6 separate regions of the Mus musculus genome follow, and all the other regions are linked to region 1. Evidence: chromatin contacts called from public HiChIP or PLAC-seq, Micro-C and promoter capture Hi-C data. All regions are on one chromosome and are shown on one strand. Each heading gives the region's core, a stretch centred on a gene start, on an enhancer-like site or on the middle of the called end of the contact. The rest is flanking DNA. Distances are from core to core; before and after follow the strand shown. Region 1 holds the start of Kcna1 (potassium voltage-gated channel, shaker-related subfamily, member 1). Region 2 holds the start of Tnfrsf1a (tumor necrosis factor receptor superfamily, member 1a). Region 3 overlaps Plekhg6 (pleckstrin homology domain containing, family G (with RhoGef domain) member 6). Region 4 holds the start of Ing4 (inhibitor of growth family, member 4). Region 5 holds the start of Vamp1 (vesicle-associated membrane protein 1). Region 6 holds the start of Ltbr (lymphotoxin B receptor).

Region 1 (3,998 bases), core at 345-2,844:
AAAGGTGCTTTCCACCAGACCTGATTCGGGGATCCAGTTATACACTGTCCTCTGACCTCCACACATGCACCACAGTTTATGTGTGTGGCCCCCATGCATGAAACAGACACACAGATAAAAAAATAAAATAATTTCAAAGTTAAAACCAAACAAAACACAGCAGGATGCTTCCTGCCTGTAACCCCAGTACTAGGGAGGTTTAAACAGGAGAGTTACTGTGTTTTTAGGGCCAGCCTGGGCTTCAGTGTAAAACCATTTCAAACAACAAGGAAATTGAATAAGCAAACAACACTCTCCCCATTAAAGACAACCATTTTATGTTGATGCATGTCCTTTGATGCCTTCTGTTGCCCTCTTCCTCCCAGCCTAAGGGGTCCCATGGTCCACCTGCCATGACCTTCCTTGTTATTTCTTCCTGTTCACAATGACCTTTTGGTTGCGTTAAGACTTGCATGTTTGTTCATAAACTATTTGTCTTTTATCCATTGGTCTGTGTTTCAGGTTGCCGATTCCCATGAGCCCTCTGCAGAGAGGTCTTTCCCATCTGGAAGCCCATCCTAGTACTGGACACACATTCTGGGTTTATTTCTTTACTCTGTGCCTCCCATTGAATGTGAGCTCCCTAAGATGTGGAACTGTATGTCACTGGTCACCCAGCGCTAGGACAAGGCTGGTCCAAAGCTAAGCAGAACAAACTTTTGTTGAATGTTTAAGGGCCTTCTGACCCCTAGCAACTGAGGACTCATGTGAAAAACGCCGAATCCTCATCTCAACAACTTTTTGTCCAGTTCCTCGGAGGTTCAAAGTCCCGCTTTAATCACATTAGCCACTTGGGAGGATCCAGTAATCCTGTTACTTACAACTCTGAATTTTTGAATTGGGAGGCTATGTAATCTGAAACACTTTTCTTAGGCAATCTCCTTATAATAAGGGATGAATCAGGACAAGGACGTGCACAGGAAACAAGAATTCAGGATCAGGAAGGAGGAAGTGGAAGACGGGGCGGGGGCAGTAAAACGGAGCAGGGAAGATGAAGTGAAGCTCTGGGACAAGGCAAGGAAATGTTGATGCAGTAGGTTCACTGTGAGATTTTTTAGCTGCAGCGACTACCGAACCATCATGCCTGACATTTCTTGGCAGAGCCTCGCATTTATTATTATTTTTCCACCAATGGAGCATCAGTGCAGAAGAGGAGCGGGGGCGGGGGGTAAGGAGTTTCTGGGATGAGGGACCAGTGTGCACTGGGTGGAGTTTAAGGTGGGAAGAAGTACTGTGCAATAGAACTCGCTGTTCATGGAAGAAAAGGCAGGGTTAGGAATCCGGAGGAGAGGAGCGAACAAACACTTATTTTTTTTTTTCCCCCTGAAAGGAATGCTGGGGTCTGAATCTGGAGGAGGAATTTAACTAGCTGTATCCCTGGGATCCTTCTAGAGGCCCCTGCCTTACTAGCCACAATAGAGCCAGGAGGATGTGATCATTGACTTTGATTAAAGAGGTTGGTGGTGTGGGCGGCAGGCGCCGCGAGCCGCGGTGGTGCGAAGGGGCGGTACCAAGGCCGTGCCAAGAACCAATCAGCGATGACTCTGGATTCTTGGGGGCTCCTCAGAGGCTCCGCAGCGGTGGAAGGACTGGAGCTGCTGGCTGCCTCCTCCGGTGCAGCCTGTATCCAGGTGCAGCGGCACTGGGGACGCGGTGCATATCCCTTGCTCAGACTGCCACTGTGACCCTTGCGCGAATATGTCCGGAGCCTAGAAAGTGGTCCTGAGCGGCAGAGGGCCACTGGGTGGGTGGGTGAGTGGGGAGGTTCGGAAGGCAGGACTGAGGGTAGGAAGCGAATTGGGCGACTTGCTTCTCACGTTTGTCCCAATTAGCACCAAGTTGGCAGACAATCCACAAATCCACGACACCTTTGCTTGTCCGCCCCCGCCGCCTCCCTTCCCCCTCCCGTCAAATTCTCTGCATTTCAGAATATTCTGACTGTAAGAAAACTTCAGCTCCCCCTCCTCGGTTCAAGTGAAACAGACACTTGGCACCACCTTCTCCCAGTAACACTGTGTGGATGAATCCCGGAGATCCTCAACTGCAGCGCTTACCAAACTGCACCCTTTGGAGTGTGGCTGGCGTGGGGTTGGGGGGCTAGGGTGGGCTGAGCAGAGAGGCCTCTGGGGGAGAGGCGGGGTGGCGCGGAGGAGCGAGATGCAGGAGCAAGATCGCCTGTGTGACTGCATCTAAAGCAGACTGGTCCAAGGAGTTCTGCCAGGGACACCACCGCCTGCATTGCGTCGGACCTGACCATCTCCAATGTGAAATTCCCGGGGAAGGTCGCTCGCAGCGGAGGGCCGTGCGTGGGAGGGGCTGCCGGCCGCCGGGAAAGAGGAGTTGGTGGTGGGCTTTTCGGGGGGGGGGGCGGAAGAAAAGCTGTGCAGGCAAGGATGGGAACTGAATGACAACCCCCCTCTGCCAAACCACCCCCTCATATTTTCCATCTACCTCCTCGCTCCTGCCCTCCCCCGCCCTCCCCAACCCACGCCCGGGTGGGCCAATCGCTGCTCCGCATTCCAGGCGCTTTCTCAGGTTTCTGCTGATCTTGCAGCGCCCAGAAATGGACCGAGCGAACCTGCGGCCGCACGCTCCCTGCCCCACTCGGAGCTGCTGAAGGCTCGCGGCGCGCCGCGGAGAGAGGTCCGTGCTGTGGTAGCGCAGGTTACCGGAGAGCCATGTAGAGCCAGGCTTTGAGCCGCCCGCCTCCCTCGGGATCGAATCAAGGGCTCCCGTAGTGTTCAGAGGGGGGCGAGAGTGCAGCTTATCGCCATTTGCTTGGGTGATTCCGGAGAAGGTGGCCTTTTTGTCTTTCCACCCCGCATCCTCCGGGACTCCCTTCCCCAGAGAGAGGACAGCGTCTCCAGGTTGCTTGCACCGTGTGAGGATGGGGGTAGGGTACGGACGTTTCCTCCGTAGCTGCTCGATAAAACGATCGGACTCCTGAGAGGAGAAGGACGGGAAACGCGAGGGGCCCCGGAGCCTCTCGCACGCTGCTGCGGTGGTGGCGGCTGCTCGTTCCGGCTGCTGCAAAGGCGACCTGCCGCATTCAGACTCTCCGCCGACTCAGCACAGCCTCTGCGCCAAGCCGGCCCGCCAGGTAGGAAGCTCTCTAGTTCGGGGCTGCAGAATCGGAGGTTGGGGGTGAAGGGTGGGGGAGGCTGAGGGTGCGGGGTTGCTCTCCGGGACCCGCAGCTCCTTCAGTATCTCTAAGCGCTTTTCCGATCTCCAGTTTTACGAAGTTGTAAACAGATCGGCTGTTGGGCGTTGGGAAAAGTGGGATGGAAGATTTCCAAACTTGGATTTCTGGGTGTCTGTTGTGTGTCTGTCTGTGAGTATGTGTTAACCCCAGTAAACGTCCGATGTGTTTTACAAAAGCTAGTAGTCTGTGCTCTTCGGTGTCTATAGGCTCGTCCCATCAGAATGCTTCTGATTTTCTACCCTCGTATCACTTTTTATTTCTCTGCAGCGTCCATCGATCGCCCCGGTGGGAGCTTAGAAGGCGGCAGGCGAAGAGGGGTAGGAGGGGGGGAGAGCCAAGGAGCAGCAAAGTGGGTGACAGGCCTGGGGAGCTGCTGAGTTGGCACTGCACCGTGTCCTAGAAGGGCTGCAGGAGGGGAGGGGAGCCGGGGCGAGCCCCGGAAGCGATGGCAGGTGTGCATTAAGGTGATCAGAGCAGGAAGAAAAACCCATTCACCAACACAAAAACAGAGCACCCCCCCCCAAAAAATACCCCAAGAGTAGCAAAAAAGCTTCACTGGGGGCCCTCAGGCGAGAGGGGTTTCCAAATTGCGTAAAAGGCAGAGTGGAGGAGGGGAGGTGATAACTAGCAAAGTTGCAGACTTCTGAACCTTCTGGCTCTGAAGCCCCTCCCTGTGAGCGTGGGGAAGACTCACTTTCCGGTGGGGGGGGCCGCTTGGGTCCCCCCCACCCCTACTCCCTCGCTCCTTCACAACCCG
Region 2 (3,940 bases), core at 1,001-3,500, 1.3 Mb after region 1:
TATGAGCCTTAGGGTCTATGCAGGCAAGCTCAGCCCAGCAGACAGGCAAAGGCCATTAAGCAAGAAGACAGTTGGCATATAGCCCACCCTCCTCCCCCAGTTCTGCCTCTGGGATAGTACATCACCAAGGCCTTGGAACGTCTTTTCCTCCAGAGTATTCTAAAGTCATTTCCACTCCTGTACTGAAACTTTTTAAAAATAGCAAAGTCTTCTTGGCCTTGCCACATCCCTGCCACGGCCATCACTGCCTCATGACCTCAGCACCTCGTCCTACCTGAACACCTCACAGGCACTGTGCTCTGTACTGATAAGGCAGTGGCCAGCCCCATGTAGACTTCAGTAGCCTTCCGTGTGCCTTGTCTTCAGGATCTGCTTCTGTTCACGGTGCCCCCACCCTCACCTGGGCCTCCACAACTGGCTCAGCCTCTCTCCTCTACCTAGCTGGGCCACTGCACTCTGACAGTTATTGTGACATCTACCGTCACAATGAGTAGTGACGTGAGTAGTGACGAGTATCACTGCTAGAGATGAGAAGAGAGAAGCCAAGCTGAGTCCTTTCTGTTTGTGGCATACTTCTTACTCCCCTTTGGGATCATTCACCTAATCTGAATTGGACCTAGCAGGGAAGGAAATGAATAAATATTTAACACAAATCCATCTACTCAATCTTAATAACAACTATGAGGTACTGATCATTGTAGACATTTTGGAAATAAAAGAAACAAAAAGCGGGGGAGTCACATCACATGCCTGCGTTCATGAGGGTAAGGGTGCTGGGCTGAGCCCTAAATCCAGGTGATCTACCCCTAAAGAGAAAAGAATTAAGTGGGTGGGGGAGTTGGAGAACAGCCAGAGGGGCAGCCTTGACAAGTCTCCCAGGAGAGACTGGGAGACAGGACAGGACCAGGAGAAGGGAGGTGACACCCAGGCAGGGTTCTAGGACCACTGCTTTAGAATGGTGTGTAGAGAAAGGGAAGGGAATAGACACAAAGGAGCCACCCCCACCCCCCCACCCCACCCCCGCAAGGAGGCTCTGGAGACTGACCAGAAGAGAATGAGGAGTGAAAGGGGAGGGAGAAAAAGGCAGGTCTCAGGGATAACGCTGGGCCAGGGAGAGGCAGGACCCAGAGAACACTGCGCCGATGGTACAGCCCACCCAGACAGCCAGGGAGCCCCCAGGATCTACACAGAATAATTATGGACACACAGAAATCAAGAGAACATGAACACTAGGCCGAGGCCAGAGAAAAGTACATTTTCCAGTGACGAAAACAAGCTGCTACCAACTTCCCCAATTGGAACTGTGGAATTGGAAACCGTGAGACTGACTTTTGGGTCTGTGGGGAGGGAGCAGGAGGATACATGGCCTAGATAAAGAGGTATTAGCTACTTAAGGAGGGTCACGCCAGGAGGGACCTCTTGTCTGGAAGCAGAAATGGAGGCGGCAGAAGGTCAGAGGCTGTCTCAGGGAGAAGTCTGGGACCGGAAGGCTGCCCAGCTTTGTCCAGTTTCGGGTCCACTCCCAAGCACGCTTTCCCAAACTCGTCCCGCCAAAGCGGTTCTCCTAGCACCCAGTCTTCCAACACCCTGCCCCACGCTGTTCAACCTCGGCCAGAGAAAGAAGGCTTCTCCGTCTAACTCCACTGGCCGAGCAGCTGGCCTGACCACAGCCCAACACGGGCCAGGACCTTGACTGTCAGGGGCCCAGGCTTGCCAGCTTGGCTTGCCAGATTCTCTCCCTCTCAGATTTCTCCCTTCCACATCTCAGGGCAGCCCCAGGTGAGGCACAGCAAACCTGGCGTCAAACTAAAGCACAGAAGCCCCTGCCCCCATCTCTACCCCTAGTACAAGCCCACTCCTGCCCGGCGCCTCGCTAGCAACCCACCCTCCCCTCCAGTCTCCCATCTCACCAGTGACAGCAGCAGGCCAGGCACGGTGGGGAGACCCATGTCCGGCCGGCAGTGGCCTCTCACTCCCCCATTGGGGCTGGGGACAGGGCAGCAATTGACAACGCTCGTGAATGAAGTAAGATGATCGGACCAGGTGGCCCGGGCGATGGCAGCCTGGGCCTCGAGTTCGAGAAGCTGAAAGTCAGAGGCAGATAGAGATCAGGGTACGGTCCTCCAGGACCTCGCACCCAGTAGGCCCGATCATGAGCCAGAGTTCGGAAAACTCGGAGAAAATTTAAGCTGAGGGGAGAGAGAAGGTAGGAGGGGAAGGGAGAGTGGCGGGGGTGGTGTTGCAAGAGCGGGACCGGAAGAGCCTGGGGAGAGGCGAGGGAGGAGGAGGGAGGGAACTAGGAGGAGTGAGGAGAGGGCCAAGGTTCTTTAACGCTTTGTAGCCCGGGTCCCGTAGCTTGGCGCCCCAAACCCACTTAACACCACTTAAGAGCTTGAGAGTCCACAGAATTCCAGTTCGGACTCCTTTGCTTTTGAAGTGGGTGAGCTTAGACCGGTGGACTAACCCCTCTAAGCCTGTTGTCAATTTCACGGAAGGAAGCCAGCCCACCTATCTCACGGGACGGCAGGCGGGAGTTATTAGGGGGAGGGCAATATCTGATGCTCGCCCGCCGAGAACTCCTTTGCTTCGCGCTCTCCCTCCCTCTGAGTTCCCTCTAATCGCACTTTCTTGGACGTTTACCCAGTCAGCCCAAACCGGGAGGGAAATCAAATGTTCTTTTCTACCCTGCCTGGGTCCTGACCCAAGGTCACTCCCACTGACTCTCATCTGTGTCTTCCAGACAAGTCCCTCAGCTGCCCACCATGGCTCGGTCACCAACGGTGGGGCACGGGTGAGGGGGTGTCAGGCAGCACCCTCTCCTAAGCCTTGGTTGTCTCCCCAGTTGTTAATTTGGAGTGAAAAGTGCCTGCCCTGACATAGCAAAGAGAAGCCATGAGAATTCAGGCTTCTGTAAAGGGCTCCCAGGGCCCCCTTTCCAACCTGTGTGAAATAGGGTTTCATTTAGCCCAAGCCGGCTGGCCTCAAACTCACTGTCTAGCTGAGGCTGGCCTTGTACTTCTCATCCTCCCACCTCCTACCTGCTGAGACTACAGGTGTGCACCACCACACCCAGCTCTAGATATCCTGATGCATCCGTTGGGACTGACCTCAAAGATAGTTATACCACAGTCTGTAGCTTTAGGGGTGAGGAAAAAGCCACGGGACTCTGCACACTGGGAGGCTGATCTCGGAGAATCAGGATGCCAGCCGAGCTCCTACTGCAAGGCCCACAGTTCTCTCTGTCCTTTTGAGTAAGACCTTACCTTCTGATAGCATCCCTTACTAGGGATGGCTGCCTCCTGCCATCCCCATTTGGGCAGGTCTTCAGTGCAATGGAACCCTGTAACACCCGGACACTATTCACTCGAGTGCCCTTGAGACTCAATGACCTTCTTTATGCATGCCAGTTCAACCAACCTGCGGTCCTTTAAAAGCAGCTGAGACTTTGAGACTTGGAGGGAAAACCCAGGAATAGGGGCATAGGGCTTGGGGACTTGGAACCAGAGCTCCTGGCCCTTCTCCCTGTGAGCTACCCTGACTTCCAACCTCCAGTATCCTAACCCTGCTGTCTCCTCTCCTCTGTGACCCTGAAGGCAGAGCGGAAGACCAGCTGGAGGTGTCCCTGCTGCTGGAAGCTCACCCCCCTCTATCAGACTGGCCAGTTTTCAATGGGAGCAAGCCAGGAAAAAGAAATGGTGTGTGTGGGTATGTGGTCGGGGGTGGAGGTGGGGCTTCCCCAGCATAGATGAGGCCTTAAGTTTATCCCCAGCACACACACACACACACACACACACACACATACACACACACACACACAAATAGACACAAAACACACTAGCACATTTCTCAAGGCTAGTTTGGTGGTAAGATTCATATTAATATTAGAAGTGTTTGCCACATGTTAAGAATCCTACAATATCAATAATTTGAAAATAATAAT
Region 3 (4,473 bases), core at 683-3,182, 1.3 Mb after region 1:
TGCTTTCCCCATACCGAAACAGTGAATTTCTAAACTTTATCTTCTGTTCAGAGACACCTACGGAGCACTTTCTGGGGACAAGCAGAGCTAGTGCTACGTGCCAGGGAGTCAGAAAAGAATGAAAATACCATTCCTGCCCTCCAGGAATCTGTGCTTCAGCTCATTAGAGTAATCAGGGTACAAATAACAGAAGCAAGCATGCCAAAGACAGCAGCAGGGAACGGCCATGCTGTCTGTCCCAGCAGGCTGCTGGAAAAGCAGTGGTGCTAAGGGAGCTTAGGGGGGAGAAACCGGTGCATCAGAGCAGACAACAAAGCAGGAAGAAGGGAATTACAGTGCAAAGACCCAGAAATAGGAAACAGTCCTGGGTGCTGAGAGAGGCACCCCATCTCTCACTTTATAGGAAGGGACCAGGACTGGATCAAGGTCATACAAACCTTTAGAGCTCAGTAGGAACCATGTTCTCTTTCCCTCCCACTGCCACTGTGTGTGTGTGTGTGTGTGGTGTATGCATATGATTGTGTGTATGTATTATGTGTGGTGTATGCATATGACTATGTGTGTTGTGTGTGTATATGACGTATGCATATAACTGCATTGTTATATATGTGTATGTATTATGTCGTGGTGTATGCATATGACTGTGTGGGTGTATTATGTGTATGGTTTATGTATATGACTGTGTGTATACTATGTGTGTATATATTATGCATATGGCCGTGTGTGTATTATGTGTGGTGTATGCACACGATTGTGTGTGTGTGTATTATGTGTGTGGGTGTACGGACATGACTGTGTGGGTGTGTGCACTCAAGTGTGCGTGTGTGTAGAACTGAGCAGGTTGTTTGCTTGGCATTGTTAGGGTGAGAAGTAGAAGGGTGGATGCAGCAGAAGCTGAGTTCAGGAGGTGGTACCACAGGATCATGCCCGGCTCTAAGGGCCACGCAGGAACTTGAACTTTGACCTGTAGACAACGTGGAGCCAGTGGAGGCAGACTTAAGTGATACAAGTAGGAGCTTAAAAGAGAGAGAGACATCAGTAAAGCTACATCTGTTACTATCAGTTCAGAGGCTATAGAAAAACAGAGGCTGGGCTAGGGTGTAGCTCAGTGAGCGCGCGTGCTTAGCTTGCACGAGACCCTGGAGCTGACTGAGCCATGGTTCCACACAAACAAAGCAAAGCATCCAGAAACAGGGTCCCTCACAAATTTGGAGGCCACAAGTTCAAAATGCAGGATTGACAGAACTGAGCTTCCTGCCCAGGTTCTAGGGGGGCATCTGTGTTTCAGCTACCAATGGCTTCTGTGGCCCTTAACTTGGAGCAGCAACTCCTGGCCCCTCCCCCGCATCTCTGGCTTTCCCCTCTGTATGCTGGTGTCCAGATTCTCCTCCCTTTCTTATGAAGATGCCAGACGCCTGCTTTAGAATCCACATGGAATGTCTGAGGTCTTCACCTTAGGTCCTTTCACATCTTCAAAGACCCGGTTCCCAACTAAAGTCACATTTATGGTTTCTGGGGATTGGGTTTCGGACCCGGCTTTCTCCAGGCAAACCCACGGTGGGAGCAGAGTGGCAAAGAGCTGGAGATTTGCCTTAGACTCTTTGTCTTGCTTGTTGGCAGAGCCGAGGATCAAACCCAGCATCTTTGCTACCCTGGGAAAGTGCGTATCCCTGCACTCCACCCCAGCCCCAGGAAGGAATGTGCACACTTATTTACTTGTTTATTTATTTGTGGGTGGGCGCGTGTATGTGCATGGGCATCACCACACCTGTAAACTTTGCTTTTCCACACCAACCTCTCAAGTGTCTCCTCTTCCTTTGGCTCCCAGTCTTAGAACAAGCCTTCTGCCACATTCTCACTTGGAACTTCTGAGAACCAGTCAAACCTGCTTGTGTTCATATGCAAAATAACAGCCCCTGATAGGCTCTGCAGCGTGACAAATGGGGAGTCATTTCTCCTCTGTGATCAAATTTGCAGTGAGGTTCCCAGCCACTCAAAGCCTGAAACACTGCAACACACACACACACACACACACACACACACACACACACACACACACGCATGCACATGCTCACACAGGGTGAGAGTTTCTCTTAGTTTTTCTTCTGCCCAGAGCTCAGACTTTTTCTTCTTCCCCTTGCAGAAATGTTAGTGAGGCAGCTTCCTTGAGGTGGCTTATGCTTTAACAAAAAATGAGCTTGCGGGTGGGGGTGGGGAGACTTAGTGGCTGGGAGGAGGAAAAGGAACTGAGAACCCTCAGAGGAAGAGGCCAAAAGATGAAATTGGGGCCAATTAAACAAAAGCAAGACTTGAGAGCAGCCCAGAGCCTACGCTGTGCTCTTGGCAAGTTACTAGCCCTTCTAAGCCTGGCCCTCATCTGGGGAAGTACAGTGATAGCCCACAAGCCAGTGAGTGGCTTGGCCTGAGGCTCTGTGCGTCCTGGGAGCGCTACAAGTGTGGGTCATTGTGACACAAGGGGGTGAGCTAGTTGAACACTCCTATAATCCCAGCACACAGAAAGCTGAGGCAGAAGGATTGTGAGTTCAGGGCTAGCCTGGGCTATACAGCAAGTTCTGGATCTGAGCTGCATAGAAAGACCCAGTCTCAGAGAAACAAAGAAGAGAAAGGAGGAGGAAGAAAGGAGAAGAGAGAAGAGGAAAGAGAAGAGGAGAAGGAAGAGGAGGAGGAGGGGGAGGAGGGGGAGGAGGGGGAGGAAGAGGAAGAGGAGCCCTCCCTCCCTCCCACTCTAGCTTTCTTTCCATTACTCCTCACCTTGGCTCTCCTCACCTTGGCTCTCCTCCTGCTGTAGCAGAGAAGATCCCCCTGCTGTAGCTTTTGAGGCAGCTGGAAGCCCTGGGCTCAGCTGCTCAACATCTCCCCCCACCCCAGGGTGGGTTTCCCAAGCTCCTGCCTTTCTTGGGGAGGGACAAGGGCAAGCTTAGTGAAGCCAATACCAGCAGAGATTCTTTAAAGAAGTCCTCTGCTCATCCTTTCCCTCCACACTAACCCATCCTCAGCAGCCATCACAAAGTCAAACTTGGGGCATGGGGGGGGGGAGAGGGCAAAGGGCGTGGCTTCTCCTCACAGCAGGCTGTGCAGCCCACCACCCTTCTGCTCCTACCTTTCTCAACTTCACACTGAGCAGAAAGATGAAGCCCAGAGAAGAGAAAAGGGAGGAGACACAGGAACTGGCCCCCTAGTGCTAGTTTCCTGCTCTCAACCTCGGCTCTGGTTCAGTGACTGGGAAGCCAGGGAAAGGAGAGTTGGAACAACTGTCCACTTGATACCATTTTCCTATGCCTGCCCAACCCTCCTCCAACATGTCTGGTTCTGACCCAGCCGCCCTTGTGCTCCTACCAAAGCTTTGGAGAAGCCCAGGAAGCCCCAGGGCTGCTGGTTCACACTCTCCCAGCTTCTGAGAAAGGACAAACATGGAGCCATCAGCTAACCTGGCATCAGTCACAAGAGAGCGTTGTATGGGGTGAGGGAACACTTGAGGTCTCTGCTCTATGCCAGATGCAGCACCTTAGCTGCCACTGTGGTGGGGACGCCTAGGAAGGAGGTGAAAGACTCCAACCACAGCCACTCTTTCTTTTCCTTTTCTCTTCTCTTCTCTTCTCTTCTCTTCTCTTCTCTTCTCTTCTCTTCTCTTCTCTTCTCTTCTCTTCTCTTCTCTTCTCTTCTTCCCTTCCCTTCCCTTTCCCTTCCTTCCTTCCTTTCTTCCTTCCTTTCCTTCCTTCTTTCTTTCTTTTCTTCCTTTCCTTTTTTCTTTCTTTCTAACAGATTGGTTGATTATGTACACAGTGTTCTGCTCACATGTATGACTGTCCACCAGAAGAGGGCACCAAGATCTCATTATAGATGGTCACGGGCCACCATGTGGCTGCTGGGAATTGAATTTGGGACCTTTTGAAGGGCAGCCAGAGCTCTTAACCTCTGAGCCATCTCTCCAGCCCCTCCTTTTTCTTTTTGAGGTAGGATCTCACTGTATACATTCTGATGGGCCTGGAACTCTCTATGTAGACTGGGCTGGTCTCAAACTCAGAGATCCTCTTGACTCAAGTGGCTATGCCGTGATCCAAATGCTGGGATCAGCCTAGCCTTCAGCCATTTCTTTACCCTCTGGGAAGCTCTTTAGTGTTTCTTAGCCATACCTATGAATATTGCTGTCCATTCTGCCCATAGCAGCCACTTCTGTGTTCCTTCATGCCAAGCCTCCTCTTGCTACCCACCTGCGTCTTCTCAGGCTCTGCTGTCTCCCCCAACATTAACCTCCTGTGATAACTCAAAGCCCTTCAAGGCTGCCAGAAAGCTTGCAGTCACTGAGCTAAGACTTAAAGAGTATACACTCACCCGGCTCTCCTCTCCTTGGCAAGCAGCTGCATCTAAGCCTAGTCTTTGCATCTGTAAGATGAGCTCAGGTCCGTGCTTGCCATGCTGGAGGGTGACAAAGCGCCCGTATGTATGGAGGTC
Region 4 (4,066 bases), core at 1,313-3,812, 1.6 Mb after region 1:
CTCTCAACTTTAGCACTCATCATGCGTTCTGTAACCGTCCAGTAACTTAAGGCTGTGTTCCACACTTCCTATCTGGCTTAGCTCACTCAGCCTTGCCATCTTCTTGCTCTCTCTGATAACACACTGGCCTTCTAAGCGCCTCACACTTGTCAGCAACTTTCCAGGAGTCCTGGCTTCCTCATCCCACCCACACAGTACCTGCTTCCCCCACTCCACTTCTTCTCATTCTTCAAAGTGCAGTTTCAGAACCGGACTTTCCCAGACTCGGACAAATGCCTTACATAGACAGGCTGTCAAGATAGTCTAGCTAGAGCCGGGTTTGGTGGCGCATGCCTTTCATCCCAACACTCGGGAGGCAGAGGCAGGCGGTTTTCTGAGTTCGAGGCCAGCCTGGTCTACAAAGAGTTCCAGGACAGCCAGGCCTACACAGAGAAACCCTGTCTCGAAAAAAACCAAAATGAAAAAAAAACAAAAAAAAGAGATAGTCTAGCCAGTATTTTTAGTATTTATCCAACCATAACGAAATAACTAATAGTTACTTTGGGTATGTCTCCCTAACCTTCCAGGAGACACATGCCTGGATCAAATTTTAAATTCCCCTCATGTTTAGAAAGTGTCAAATAAATAATTGAATAAACGTATTATTAGTTAAGCTTCTCCACAAAAGCAAATTTTCTCTACAGAGCTTAACCTCACTCTCTCGCTCCCTGTGGTGGGGCAGACTGAACTTCAATCCCAGGGGCTGCCCCTTGTTAGGCAAGTGGTCTAGTGTCATCTCCTATATAAACATAAAGACAGGCTTTCATTATGTAGCCATGGCGGGCCGAGATCTCACCTTATAATACCAGGCTGGTCTCAAACTCAGAGATCTTTCCAAGTGCTGGGATTAAAGGTATGTGCTACCCAAACTTGTGTTTCTGTAAGTCGAACTCAAATGTAAAAAAATGTTTGTACTGAATATGGCTTGGTGCTTATAATCAATAGCACTGTGGAGATAGAAGGAGGGCCTGGAGTTCAAGGTCAACCTGGGCTAAATCAGACACTGTCTGAAAAGACAAAACAAGAGGGGGCTTCTTAAGTCTGTGACAGCAGTTCACTAGGATTACTAGTCACAACAGATTACCAAATCAGATGACTCATCTTTCCCGAGGCAGTCGGCACCACCTTCTCGTTCAAGTAACTTACTTCCTCCTAGCAGTGAATACTAGGTCAGAGGCCTTCTGGTATTGCCAGCATCGACATTTTTTTTTCTCCCGAGACAGGGTTTCTCTGTGTAGCCTTGGCTGTCCTGGAACTCACTTTGTAGACTAGACTGGCCTTGAACTCAGAAATCCGCCTGCCTCTGCCTCCCGAGTGCTGGAATTAAAGGCGTGAACCACTACATCTTATCCTTTAAATGCTGCTTTCTTGAGCTCAGTGTCTTTTTTACTGTCTGAAGTTTTTTCCTGAATAATCTCACTGTCAGATTGAATGCCTATTTCTAAGGCAAAGACTAATGTATTGTTATTACTCCAGAATCTCCTACACTGCTGATTAGATAGTTTATTTTCCAAGCAGAATTCACCTTGGATTTTCCTTCTCTCTCAATCGCAAAGTCATTCAATCAATCTTGCCATGTTCAATATCTTTTTTTGTTTGTTTGTTTTTGAGACAGGGCTTCTCTGTGTAGCTCTGGCTGTCCTGGAACAAACTGTAGACCTGGCTGGCCACGAACTTAGAAATCCGCCCGCCTCTGCCTCCCAAGTGCTGGGATTAAAGGTGTGCCATGTTTAATATCTAAAACTTTCTGTCATTCTCTAAGACCAGGTCTGCACTTCTGATTTGGACTGCTACCATTATTTGATCAGTTACTTTCTTTTATTAAAATCAATGCTCTATTTTAAGATGCCCAGGTTAAGAGTTGCCTAAAAGTCTAATATATCCCCAGCCGATTTCTCACTTCCCAGTCTCTATACACACATACACACACACACGACGGGGGAGGGGGAAGACCAGGGAGGCGAGGAGACAGACAGACAGACATATTCCTCATTTTTTGAGAACTGGATTTTGCTCATAAAGTAAAGCATTTCAGCGATCAACTCAGTGGTCGCTCTATTCCACCCAGCAAGCTTAATGAGGAGCAACTTTTGAGATATAAATGACTAAAGGAATTAGGTCGAATATCTGCAGCTGCTCCAAATGGCAGTGCGTAAGTAACGACGCTGCACAACTTAGGGGGGAAAAAAAATCTACCCTCAAGAACTGAGTCAGCAACTACTTTCCTGCTACCCCTAACCCTTTAAAGCCCAGCCCTGATCCCACGGAGCAGCCCTTCCCTCGTCCAGATCTTGAGCGAGGCCTCTAAGCCCACTGCCCCGCCCCCTCCCTCTTCCCCCTCGAATAAATCTTCCCACGGAACCCTTTTCCTGTGATCTTCAGGCTACCAGAACCTCGGGGCCATGAAGTCTGTCAACCTGGACCCTCTACACCACTCTATGGCCCATGACCCCCTTCTCCAGTTGGCTCTTACTGTCCAGATAATGTTCCAAATACATCCCAGCAGCCATCTTGAAGCAAAACAAAGCAACTTCCGATCTTCCCCGGAAGTGACTGATACACGACAGGCGCTGTAACCATTCTTGGATTACACCTTTTCCGTACCTGAACTTCCGCCCTTACTAAACTATCTGCCTCGGATACATCCGCCGGAAACTGAACTTTTTTTTTTTTTTTTTTGCGCCTATTCACGGTCATCTACAGCGAGGCTGATTTAGCCTGGCTTCCGCCCTTAATAAGGCGGCAATATGTGTCTGCGACAGGCATGACGTCACGCGAAGTCGCCATTTTGCATTCTCTAGCAAACTTTTTTCCCTCCAAAACTAGGAATGTTTGGTAAATGGGGGAATCTATTATGTGTAGTTATATTTTGCAAATAATCGCTTTCAACAAGTAGGGAATCGAGCTGTTTTGCTTTTCTAATTATGAATCTGGCCACCAACGTCCCAGCTTAAGTAGAATAGTCTCGGAGGCAGATGCTTTCTTCAGAAGTTGTCAGGCTTTGCAAATTTAACCCTTTGCATCTCTCATCACTTACAAGTTTCTTTGTGTAGCCCTCGCTGTTCTCGAACTCCAAGAGACCTTCCTCTGCCTCACTAATGCTGGGATTAAAGGCGTGCGATATGGAGATCCATGTTTGTGTTTTGTAATGGACTTATGTACTGAAAAGACTGGGTCATCAAAGTATATGCTAGATAGCAGCCTTCACCCTAGTCAAAACCTGTCAGGTTGCTGCTCTTAGGGAAAGAGAACTCAAACCTCTTAGTATTGGTGGTAGATTCTAGCAGATAGGTGTCGCCTCAAGTTGATATACCCTTCACAGTAGTTAGACCCCATACTTGTAAGATAAAATTTGAGCTCTTTTATACCCAATAAGCCCAAGTTTCCTGCTGAGCAGTTGCTAAAGCAGGACAGCAGGATGTGGACTCCATTCTAATCTAAGAGCATGCTGTCGGATAACTGACTCGGCCGGCTTTTTCCTATACAATGAGAATAACAGACATTATCATTGCGCAAAAGTGGAAATGGATGTTCACCCACAAAGGAGGAGCTGATTGCAATCCTTGTGATGAGAACAGGTTTGTCAAACTCTCCATAGTTGGTGAGTGGAAAGTGCACCAGGCAGCTAACCAACAATACTGAGGTACTACTGTCCTGGATGCCCAGTCCCAAATTAAATGAGACTTCTTTATCCACATCACCAAGTAGTGACAGCTGGCTAGGTCTCAGATAGGAGAACATTTGCCAATCTTTTCAGTACTGTATGAAGGATTTAATCTTCATGAAGCAGTCTTGGGAAATTAGCCGAATCCTTTCATGGTAGACTGTGAGAAGTTTCTTAAGTTTCTTGTTCTGCTCTGTCCAGCACAATGGTCTTCCATTTTAGGTGAACATGATAACCATTATTATCATGGGAAGCTCACTGCATTTGGCATTTTCTTCCATCTTAAACCCAGTAGCTGGTTATAGTTTCCATCACTGGAAACCTTTGCACTGCAGTCTAATGAGACACTATGTATACGTACAC
Region 5 (3,836 bases), core at 212-2,711, 1.4 Mb after region 1:
TAGCCACCATGCTTTCTCAACCTCCTTCCAAACATCACACATGAAACTACCTGCAGCCAGTCAACTAAGAAGGACCCCTCCCCTCCCCTAAACATCTAGATCTATGGGCTTGTAAAAACTGCACAGAATGTTAATGCAGAGAACGGATAAAATGGCTGTGAAGCTTTGGAGAACTCACTTTATTTACTATTTGTGGCAGGTAGAAACACTCCACCCTAACCTATTCAGGGAGTTATAACCCTTATGTAATACAAAATCCTGCCCCCCTTTTGCCAATAGAGGCAACACAAGCAGAGTGTAGTGGTGCACACCTTTAATCCCAGCACTTGGAAGCCAGGGGCAGGTGGATCTCTGAGTTCAAGGCCAGCCTTGTCTATAGAGGGAATTCTGAGACAGCCAGGGGTACACAGAGAAACCCTATATGGAAAAGCCAAACAAAGAAGGGGGATAGAGAGAGCGAGGAAGAGGGAGAGAGAGAGGAAGAGGGAGAGAGAGAGGAAGAGGGAACAAACACAAATAAATCTAGCACCAGGCAAGAGATTCAGATAATAAATGAAAAGAAAGAAAATTCTTCATTGTGTGTATGTGATCCTAAAGGGAAGTTCTTAATTTATCTGGCCACAGAAGGGGATGATGCCAAAAAGAGCTAAAGGCTAAACTATGTGTTTTGGATAAAATGAAGAATTCACTGTTCTCCCTATTTCTCCTCCAATATTTATTTGGCTAGGACTTGATCACTGGAAATCGCCTTAGCATAAACAGCTGCATTAAGATTTCATACCACTGTCCCCTGAGACTTTCTGAGCTACTCGCAAGGCGCCACAGAACTAGCAAGTTAAGTTTCTGCAGCTTTGCTCACAGCCATGAGGCAGGTACATCACACTCTGGGTGAGGGGCATGCATAACGCAGAGACTGCGGGCACTCCAAGTCAAGAATGGACAGGAACACCTATAAGTCTTCCCAGAGGCTTTAAGAGTCTGTCAAACAAGAAAGGGTCTCCGAGTTTCCTGTCTGAATCTATACCTCCCCCACTTTTTCCCCTTTGGGGTTCCACGATACAAAGACAAGAGGGGAGGGTGCGGTGTACGTGGGACCCCCGCGCCCTCGCCCTGCCATGGAGTGCCAGCTGCAGTTGGTGCGGGATGGAGCGCTGCCCGCAGTCCGGGGTGGCCCGGTCTGGGGGCGGCGCGAGCTGGTGGTTCCCGGCGTCGCCGCAGCTGCTGCAATGCGCCATTTCCCGTCCCGCAGAGTCGGACACTGCGGGGGAGAGTCGGTAAAGAGGTGTCGAGGACCCTAGAGCAGAGTCAACTCACATTTTTCTGAAAGAGGAAGTGGAGGTCCGTCCCCTCTCTGGAGAATGCAACGAGACGGGCAGGGAGACACTGCGGCTGAAGCAGACGGAACTGTCGAGCGCCGCCTCACACGAAACACCCGGAACTCTAACTGCGGTGGAACTTACTGCAGGTGCAGGGCCGGCTCTCGGCTTTATTAGACATGACCACGCCTCTCGGATGATGTCAAAACCTCCAGGTCCAATCCTCGTGAGAAATGGCCTGCTAGTCCCGCCCCCACAACTACAGCAATTACCATTGTCCTCTTATTTCTATTTCTTCACTGACCAATACAAAAGTGGCTTGCTTAAAGTCCAGCTCAAACTCTGTCTCCGCCGCTGAGTTAGACCTTTTATGGTGCCTACCAGCCAATCGCTGAGCTGGAGACTGCTGTCATTCTTACCGCTCCCGCCCACAGCACCTGGCAGAAGGAAACCCAAGTGACTTAGACGCTGGAATCCAACTGGCTGCGAGGTTCAGCAGTGAATGCATATTCATGAAGTCCTTGGCCACAGGACCACCCCGTCACCATCCCTGCCTGAGACCATAAAACCCACATTCTTCATTCTTCTCTTCCCTATCACGAACTTCATCCCTAAACCTGTTAACACAGCGACTTAGTTAACCCAGCCCAGAAACCTGAACTAAAGTAGACTTCCCTATTTTATGTTTATGCTTTGTTTTGTTTTTTGAGACCTCTCTCTATAGATAGATAGATAGATAGATAGATAGATAGATAGATAGATAGATAGATATAGATATATACATATATACAGATATATAGATACACACACACATATATATGTGTGTATATATATATATATACACACATATATGTATATATATATACACACACATTATGCGTATGTATGTGTGTGTGTGTATATATATATATATATATATATATATATATATATATATACACACACACACACATATGTATATATATATTATGGTACAAGTTTCTGCCTGCATCTATGCATGCTTGGGTGCCCTTGGAGGCCAGAGGAGGGTTATTCCCTAGATGGTTTTGAGTATATGTGAGTGCTGGGAACCAAACCCTCTGCAAAAGCAATATGCTCCCTCCACCACTGAGCCATCTCTCTCCAGCCCCAGCCCTTTCCTCTTTACTCCTCCTCCAAAATCTAAGTAGAATCAATTTTTCCTTCTCAATACTTAAAGACGTTTCTTCTCTCTTCCAGTAGAATCCCTTTCCTAGACATCAGTTGTAAAATTCAACATTATTTTATGCTTCACAGCTTTAAAGGAATCTATAGCTGTGGTTGCGTTTTCCTAGCCTTAGAATTCTTATTTTACATTTAGTGGAAGCTTAGGTTTTGGATGCAGTGTAAATGTTTATATCTTAGGCATCCATGCAAAAGGAAAGAGAACATAGTAACATTAATAGGACAGTTACAACTTGACGTTCAGAGACTCTTTTCCCAGCAGAAACAGAGGCTTGTGTAGTCCAGGCTGGCTTCAAACATGAAATGTAGTCAAGAATGACCTTGAAATTCTGGTCCTCCTACTTCTGCCTCCTGAATGCTAGGACTGCAGAAGTTTACCACCATGCCCAGTTTTCTGCAGCGCTGGTCAGCGTACTCTGTTCCTTTTGCATGCTAGGCATTCACTCTGCCAACTGAGCTCCATCCCCATCCCCCAGAGACTAACTCTCAGGCAATCATGTGTTTCACTCAGATGTCCACATGTTGGTGTCCTGTGTGCAAGCGTTTACGTCTTTGGAGATGCATGCAGCATTTCATTACTGGACAGGACATACTCCTTTTCTCCCTCTGGAACTTCCTTTCAAGGGCCTGGCATTCATTCTGCAAGTTGTGACATTTTGATGTTCATGAGCAGGTATGACAAATACAGTGTGGGTAGAGCCTGACTAAGCTACAGCAAAATTTCTGCCAAATGGCAAAAGAAAGACGGAACGGAAAAGGGGGGACAATTCTAGATTCAAGCCTGTGTCCAGTCTTGTTACCGGGTACCTACCTAATTACCACAAATGCCATTCACGGCTATTTTTCTTCTCTAAACTTGTTACTTTAGATCTGACCCCTGCCCTGTTTTTTATTCTGTTGCACTTTACAATTGATGATTTTGGTTTTGATTTTGGATTTCAAGACACGGTTTCTCTGTGTAGTCCTGGGTGTTCTGGAACTCGCTTTGTAAAGCAGGCTGACTTCATACTCAGAGATCCGCCTGCCTCTGCCTCCTGAGTGCTGGGATTAAATGTGGGCATTACTGCTGCCCGCTTTTAGATCATTTTGCCTCATGGCAGGTATGACTTGGTTTGGTTTTCTGCCGTATTCCCACCTCAGCCCCCCCAGCCCCCGCCAAGTGCTGGGATGACACTGAATAGGAATTTTAAAAGTATGTTCATGAGCTGATGAGAAAGAAAACATGGACTAAAGGTCAAACAAGTGAAAGCTGACATCTGGAGAGGCAGCTGAGCATTGCTCTTGAGCGTGGTGGCCTCGTGGGGTAGCAGCATAGCA
Region 6 (4,220 bases), core at 15-2,514, 1.3 Mb after region 1:
GAAGGCTTTCCCTCATTCCAAATGAGAGTCCAACCCCACCCCCCACCCCCGAGTCACAAGGGAGGCAGGACAGATGTTGCCATGGGCTGGGATCTGAAAATCAGATCTGGACTGCAGTTAAGTTCTTCCAGAGTGGCTAAGCGGTGTGGACAGCCTTCATTTACACAACGAATATGTACCTGGCCAGTGGCATAAGCCAGATCATGCTAGACTCCGTGAGCCTAGACTAAATAGCCAAACCAGGCCACGGGCCAGCCAATAGCCTAGTAAGGAGCACAGGGCAGACATTAGGGTTCCTTGGGGGCTCCATGGCTGTTTTCTTAATAGAAATTTAGAGGGGTGTGTGTGTGAAGGGGGCTGGGGGGGGGGGTTGGGAATCAGTAGACGTGGGAAAAAGGGGTGTCACATACTTCCAGCAGCTCTGGGCTATTAATGGCAGGAAGAAAAGGCCCACCAGGCTTAACGATCTTGGAACCCTGTGCACCGCTGCCTGGCACCCTGGGCAGGTCTTCTCTAGAAAGTAAGGTACCTACACTGGCTGGGCTCTCAGGTCCCTCGGTTTAAGAGAGTTATAGGCTTATGTGCACACACGCTGGAACTAGGCTACCCAGCCCCAGCCCAGAAGCCCCCACTCACCAGGACCTGGGTTTACACACGCCCACCCTTCCGTGAGAGAGGTCCCAGAGGAGAGGACAGATTCAGGGCCAGCTGAACTCTCTCCAGTGTCTTGTGGTGTGCGCCCTGGTGTGTGGCGTGGGTGGGCTTGTTACTGTGGAAGCTTCTTTTTAAAAAGTCACAGAGTGGAGCAGGCCCTCAGTCTCTGCCAAGTGGGATGCCTGGCCAGACGCTGGCTGCATCTGCTAACCACCTCTGGGTATCCTGGCTGGGTGCACTGTCAATCCCTGGCGCCTCCTCTTTGCAAATCTGACACCCAGCTGTCCACAGCTCTCTGCCTCAACGTCCACGGCAGGTCAACCAAGTCAGCTCTGCCTCGGGCTCTCGGAGGTGGGCCTGACTGATGGCTAGCCACTGTCTCTGCTGCCCCCCTTTCGGCCAGCAAGCGATCCTAATCCGCAATCCCCTCTGAGAGCCAGGCTTCCGAAGAAAGGTGGAGGCCGGGTTCCGGGCCTGCAGCTCTCACGTGCTTTCCCGGCCACCCCCTCCCGCCCTGCGTCGAGGCGGCCAAGCCTGTTCCTCTTCCCCCCCCCCGTCGCGATTGCGACAGGCCGGCCTCTGCTCCCAGGGCTCCCTGCCCCCGCCCCCGGCCGGCTCGCTCCACTCCCACTTCCTGAGCCCGGCGCTGGAGCCCTGGAGGCCAGGCCCGGCCGCTCCCGGCCCCCGGGGGCACGTCGGCCCAGCCGCCAGGCTTGGGAAGTCGTGGCCAACGCTGCTCAGGACGTCCGGGCTTCCCACCTTCCTCCTAGGACTCCACCCGGTCTGGTCAGCCGAGCCGAAAGGCCGCCATGCGCCTGCCCCGGGCCTCCTCTCCCTGCGGCCTGGCCTGGGGGCCACTCCTGCTGGGACTCAGCGGGCTTCTGGTGGCCTCTCAGCCCCAGCTGGTGAGGGAGGGGCTAGGTGGGATGGACCAGGTTTCTCTCTAGCCCTTCTGCCCTCCAGAGCTGACCCTGCCTCATTCTTCTCTTTCTCCGCCTCCTCTGGAAGGTGCCCCCTTATCGCATAGAAAACCAGACTTGCTGGGACCAGGACAAGGAATACTACGAGCCCATGCACGACGTCTGCTGCTCCCGCTGTCCCCCAGGTGAGAACAGTGGCTCCAAGTGGCTTGGGTGGTAGAGGTGAGCCAGAATGAGCCAGCACTGCTAAAACTAGCCAGGAAGGAGAGTCTACGAAGCATTAGCATTGTCCCACGGACACTGAGATTTGAAGAGGTAGCGGCATGTAGCCATGAAGACAGGATGGGGACAAAGAGACCAAGGAGAGGCTCCGAGGCATGCAGCAAGCAGAGGCAGCGGACGCAGAGATGGACTTCTTGTCTCCTGATAACCCTCTTTCCCCATTCGCCTCATAGGCGAGTTTGTCTTTGCGGTATGCAGCCGCAGCCAAGACACGGTTTGCAAGACTTGCCCCCATAATTCCTATAATGAACACTGGAACCATCTCTCCACCTGCCAGCTGTGCCGCCCCTGTGACATTGGTAAGTGGGGACTCATCTGGATCTGCATGATGGGTACGACTGGGAGGGCCAGCTCCTCTCTGACTCTTCCCTCTCCCTGACAGTGCTGGGCTTTGAGGAGGTTGCCCCTTGCACCAGCGATCGGAAAGCCGAGTGCCGCTGTCAGCCGGGGATGTCCTGTGTGTATCTGGACAATGAGTGTGTGCACTGTGAGGAGGAGCGGCTTGTACTCTGCCAGCCTGGCACAGAAGCCGAGGTCACAGGTCAGAGGTCACTGAGGGCAGCCAGTAAAGGGAGGCTGGGCATCAAGGGCAAGGAACGTGATACTGTGCGCATGGTGCTTCTCCCCACTGGTACTGTGAGTGTGGTACCTCTGCCCACTGGGAGAACCATAAAGAATCTATCAGTCCTTGAAAAAGGCTCACAGGAGGGGGTCTGCCAAGACATGAACTGGTATGAGGAGCTTAGAAGGTAGCTCCCTCCTGTCAGCCCTGGGGAAGCTTGGGCAAAACGGCAGGCTGCAAAGCCAAGCTTGGGAAAGGTAGCAACTACAGAGCAGAATGGTTGGCAAAGAGGGGACGTAAAGGAAGGCCACCGAGTCCTCACACTTACCCACTCACCCCCACTGGCCTGCCTTTCTTTTGCCAGATGAAATTATGGATACTGACGTCAACTGTGTCCCCTGTAAGCCGGGACACTTCCAGAACACTTCCTCCCCTCGAGCCCGCTGTCAACCCCATACCAGGTGAGAGGGCCCTTCCCCCACTCACCTCCAGGAAACCCAAGGGTTGTCATCTCCTCCATCCTTGACTTCCGGCCATCCCGACCATGTGTTCCTGGAGCCAGTCACCAAGGGGAGCAGGGAGAAGCTCACAGTCTTGTTTCTCCACAGATGTGAGATCCAGGGCCTGGTGGAGGCAGCTCCAGGTACCTCCTACTCGGATACCATCTGTAAAAATCCCCCAGAGCCAGGTAAGACACCGGGCTGAGGAACACAAGGCAGGGTCGGTCTGGGAAGATGCCTCAGCCCCCCTCATCCACAGAAACAGGGAACAGTGCATCTTTCTTCCCAGGGTTAGACAAAGTCAGAAACATTTCTTCTGAAGAAATCAGAAGGAGGTAGCGTGTAGTTCCATGGTTAGAACGCTTGCTTGGGATACATAAGACCCTGAGTTTGGACCAAAAGAAAAAAAACGAAAACTTGGAAAGGCAGGTGTGGTGGTGCACCCTTGTAATCCCCAGCGCTTGAAAGGCTGCGGCAGAAGAATCAAGAGTTTGAGGCTAGCCTTGGCTACAGAGTGAGCCTGTCTCCATAGAGGGCCTGGAGATTAGAACATCCCTAGACTCTTTTCTTACACTTTCAAAATTATACATATTATGCCAGGAAACATTCCTGTGCTGTGACGTAATTCTAACCGGCTTCATCACTATGCTTGGATGCGATTCCGTCATAGCCTTCCTTCACTAATTGAATACCTCGTTGTTCACTTACACACATCTGTTGGAGACATGCTCCCCCACTGGGCTCTTTCTAGGTTTTCTTGTTTCTTGGTTTCTGTCTTCGAGGAAACCCACTAGTTTCCCAGCCTGGTGGTTGACTATAAGTTCTTCTGATGACTCTAATCGCTACTAATTGGCAGAATGTAGTAACATTTTTGAGTGACCAGACTTTTGTAATTATAGCTTCCACATCCTGAGAACAACTCTGAACCTCTCAGTGATTCCACTTAAGCTGCCTAATGATTCTATAAACTGGGATTATTCATTCTCACTGATGGGGGGAGAAAGCTGAGATGTTAAATGACTTGCTGGAGATCACGTGTGTGTGTGTGTGTGTGTGTGTGTGTGTGTGTGTGTGTATGTATGTGTGTGTGTATGTGTGTGTATGTATGTGTGTATATGTGTGTGTGTTTGTGTATGTGTGTGTGTGTGTGTGTGTGTCTGTATGTGTGTGTGTGTAAATCACGTTATTACTGTCTATATCTAGGTCTTCCTTACTTGGGGCTCATTTATAAGGTACACAAGCTATAAAATGTCCTAAGCCTTCACACCAGTTGTGGAAGCACACGCCTGTCACCCCTACATT

Evidence for each region. Promoter capture Hi-C pulls out the DNA fragments that hold promoters and counts their contacts. Hi-C and Micro-C count contacts between places; a contact is called where the count stands out from the background. HiChIP or PLAC-seq counts read pairs in DNA pulled down with a chosen protein or histone mark.
Region 2: an H3K27ac HiChIP or PLAC-seq map of embryonic stem cells shows a contact between it and region 1, with 7 times the contacts expected there. The contact joins the promoter of Tnfrsf1a here to the promoter of Kcna1 in region 1. A contact is called at or near these places in 5 of 39 promoter capture datasets (cranial neural crest, embryonic stem cells, hippocampal neurons and 2 more), 1 of 484 Hi-C or Micro-C datasets (embryonic stem cells) and 3 of 115 datasets of contacts at active chromatin or transcription factors (SST interneurons, embryonic forebrain and embryonic stem cells).
Region 3: a Micro-C map of embryonic stem cells shows a contact between it and region 1, with 1.9 times the contacts expected there. The contact joins the enhancer-like site here to the promoter of Kcna1 in region 1. A contact is called at or near these places in 1 of 39 promoter capture datasets (embryonic stem cells), 1 of 484 Hi-C or Micro-C datasets (embryonic stem cells) and 2 of 115 datasets of contacts at active chromatin or transcription factors (embryonic forebrain and embryonic stem cells).
Region 4: a promoter capture Hi-C map of hippocampal neurons shows a contact between it and region 1, with 3 times the contacts expected there. The contact joins the promoter of Ing4 here to the promoter of Kcna1 in region 1. A contact is called at or near these places in 2 of 39 promoter capture datasets (cranial neural crest and hippocampal neurons).
Region 5: a contact with region 1 is called in a promoter capture Hi-C map of hippocampal neurons, with 9 times the contacts expected there. The contact joins the promoter of Vamp1 here to the promoter of Kcna1 in region 1. A contact is called at or near these places in 2 of 39 promoter capture datasets (cranial neural crest and hippocampal neurons) and 1 of 115 datasets of contacts at active chromatin or transcription factors (astrocytes).
Region 6: a promoter capture Hi-C map of hippocampal neurons shows a contact between it and region 1, with 5 times the contacts expected there. The contact joins the promoter of Ltbr here to the promoter of Kcna1 in region 1. A contact is called at or near these places in 5 of 39 promoter capture datasets (cranial neural crest, embryonic stem cells and hippocampal neurons).

The regions. Positions count from the first base shown.
Region 1 is chr6:126,643,397-126,647,394 of GRCm38.p6, reverse strand. Kcna1 (potassium voltage-gated channel, shaker-related subfamily, member 1) reads left to right here and starts at 1,594. Exons shown (of 2, transcript NM_010595.3): 1 at 1,594-3,139; 2 at 3,509-3,998.
Region 2 is chr6:125,348,033-125,351,972 of GRCm38.p6, reverse strand. Tnfrsf1a (tumor necrosis factor receptor superfamily, member 1a) reads right to left here and starts at 2,250. Exons shown (of 10, transcript NM_011609.4): 1 at 1,911-2,250. The coding sequence starts at 1,949.
Region 3 is chr6:125,365,715-125,370,187 of GRCm38.p6, reverse strand. The region is part of intron 14 of Plekhg6 (pleckstrin homology domain containing, family G (with RhoGef domain) member 6); the gene reads left to right. Among named protein-coding and RNA genes, the nearest start is that of Gm52918, 4.6 kb to the left of the region's middle. Within about 2 kb of position 1,932, at least 111 of the 459 cell types and tissues checked have an H3K27ac peak or open chromatin away from gene starts, as enhancers often do. A contact at or near this core is called in embryonic stem cells, where this site is marked.
Region 4 is chr6:125,038,344-125,042,409 of GRCm38.p6, reverse strand. Ing4 (inhibitor of growth family, member 4) reads right to left here and starts at 2,562. Exons shown (of 8, transcript NM_133345.2): 1 at 2,513-2,562. The coding sequence starts at 2,549. The region is part of intron 1 of 4930557K07Rik (RIKEN cDNA 4930557K07 gene); the gene reads left to right.
Region 5 is chr6:125,213,206-125,217,041 of GRCm38.p6, reverse strand. It overlaps Vamp1 (vesicle-associated membrane protein 1), which reads right to left and starts at 1,461. Exons shown (of 5, transcript NM_009496.3): 1 at 1,315-1,461. The coding sequence starts at 1,316.
Region 6 is chr6:125,310,929-125,315,148 of GRCm38.p6, reverse strand. Ltbr (lymphotoxin B receptor) reads left to right here and starts at 1,264. Exons shown (of 10, transcript NM_010736.4): 1 at 1,264-1,559; 2 at 1,663-1,759; 3 at 2,030-2,155; 4 at 2,239-2,397; 5 at 2,783-2,879; 6 at 3,027-3,106. The coding sequence starts at 1,464. It also overlaps a transcript of Scnn1a not described here.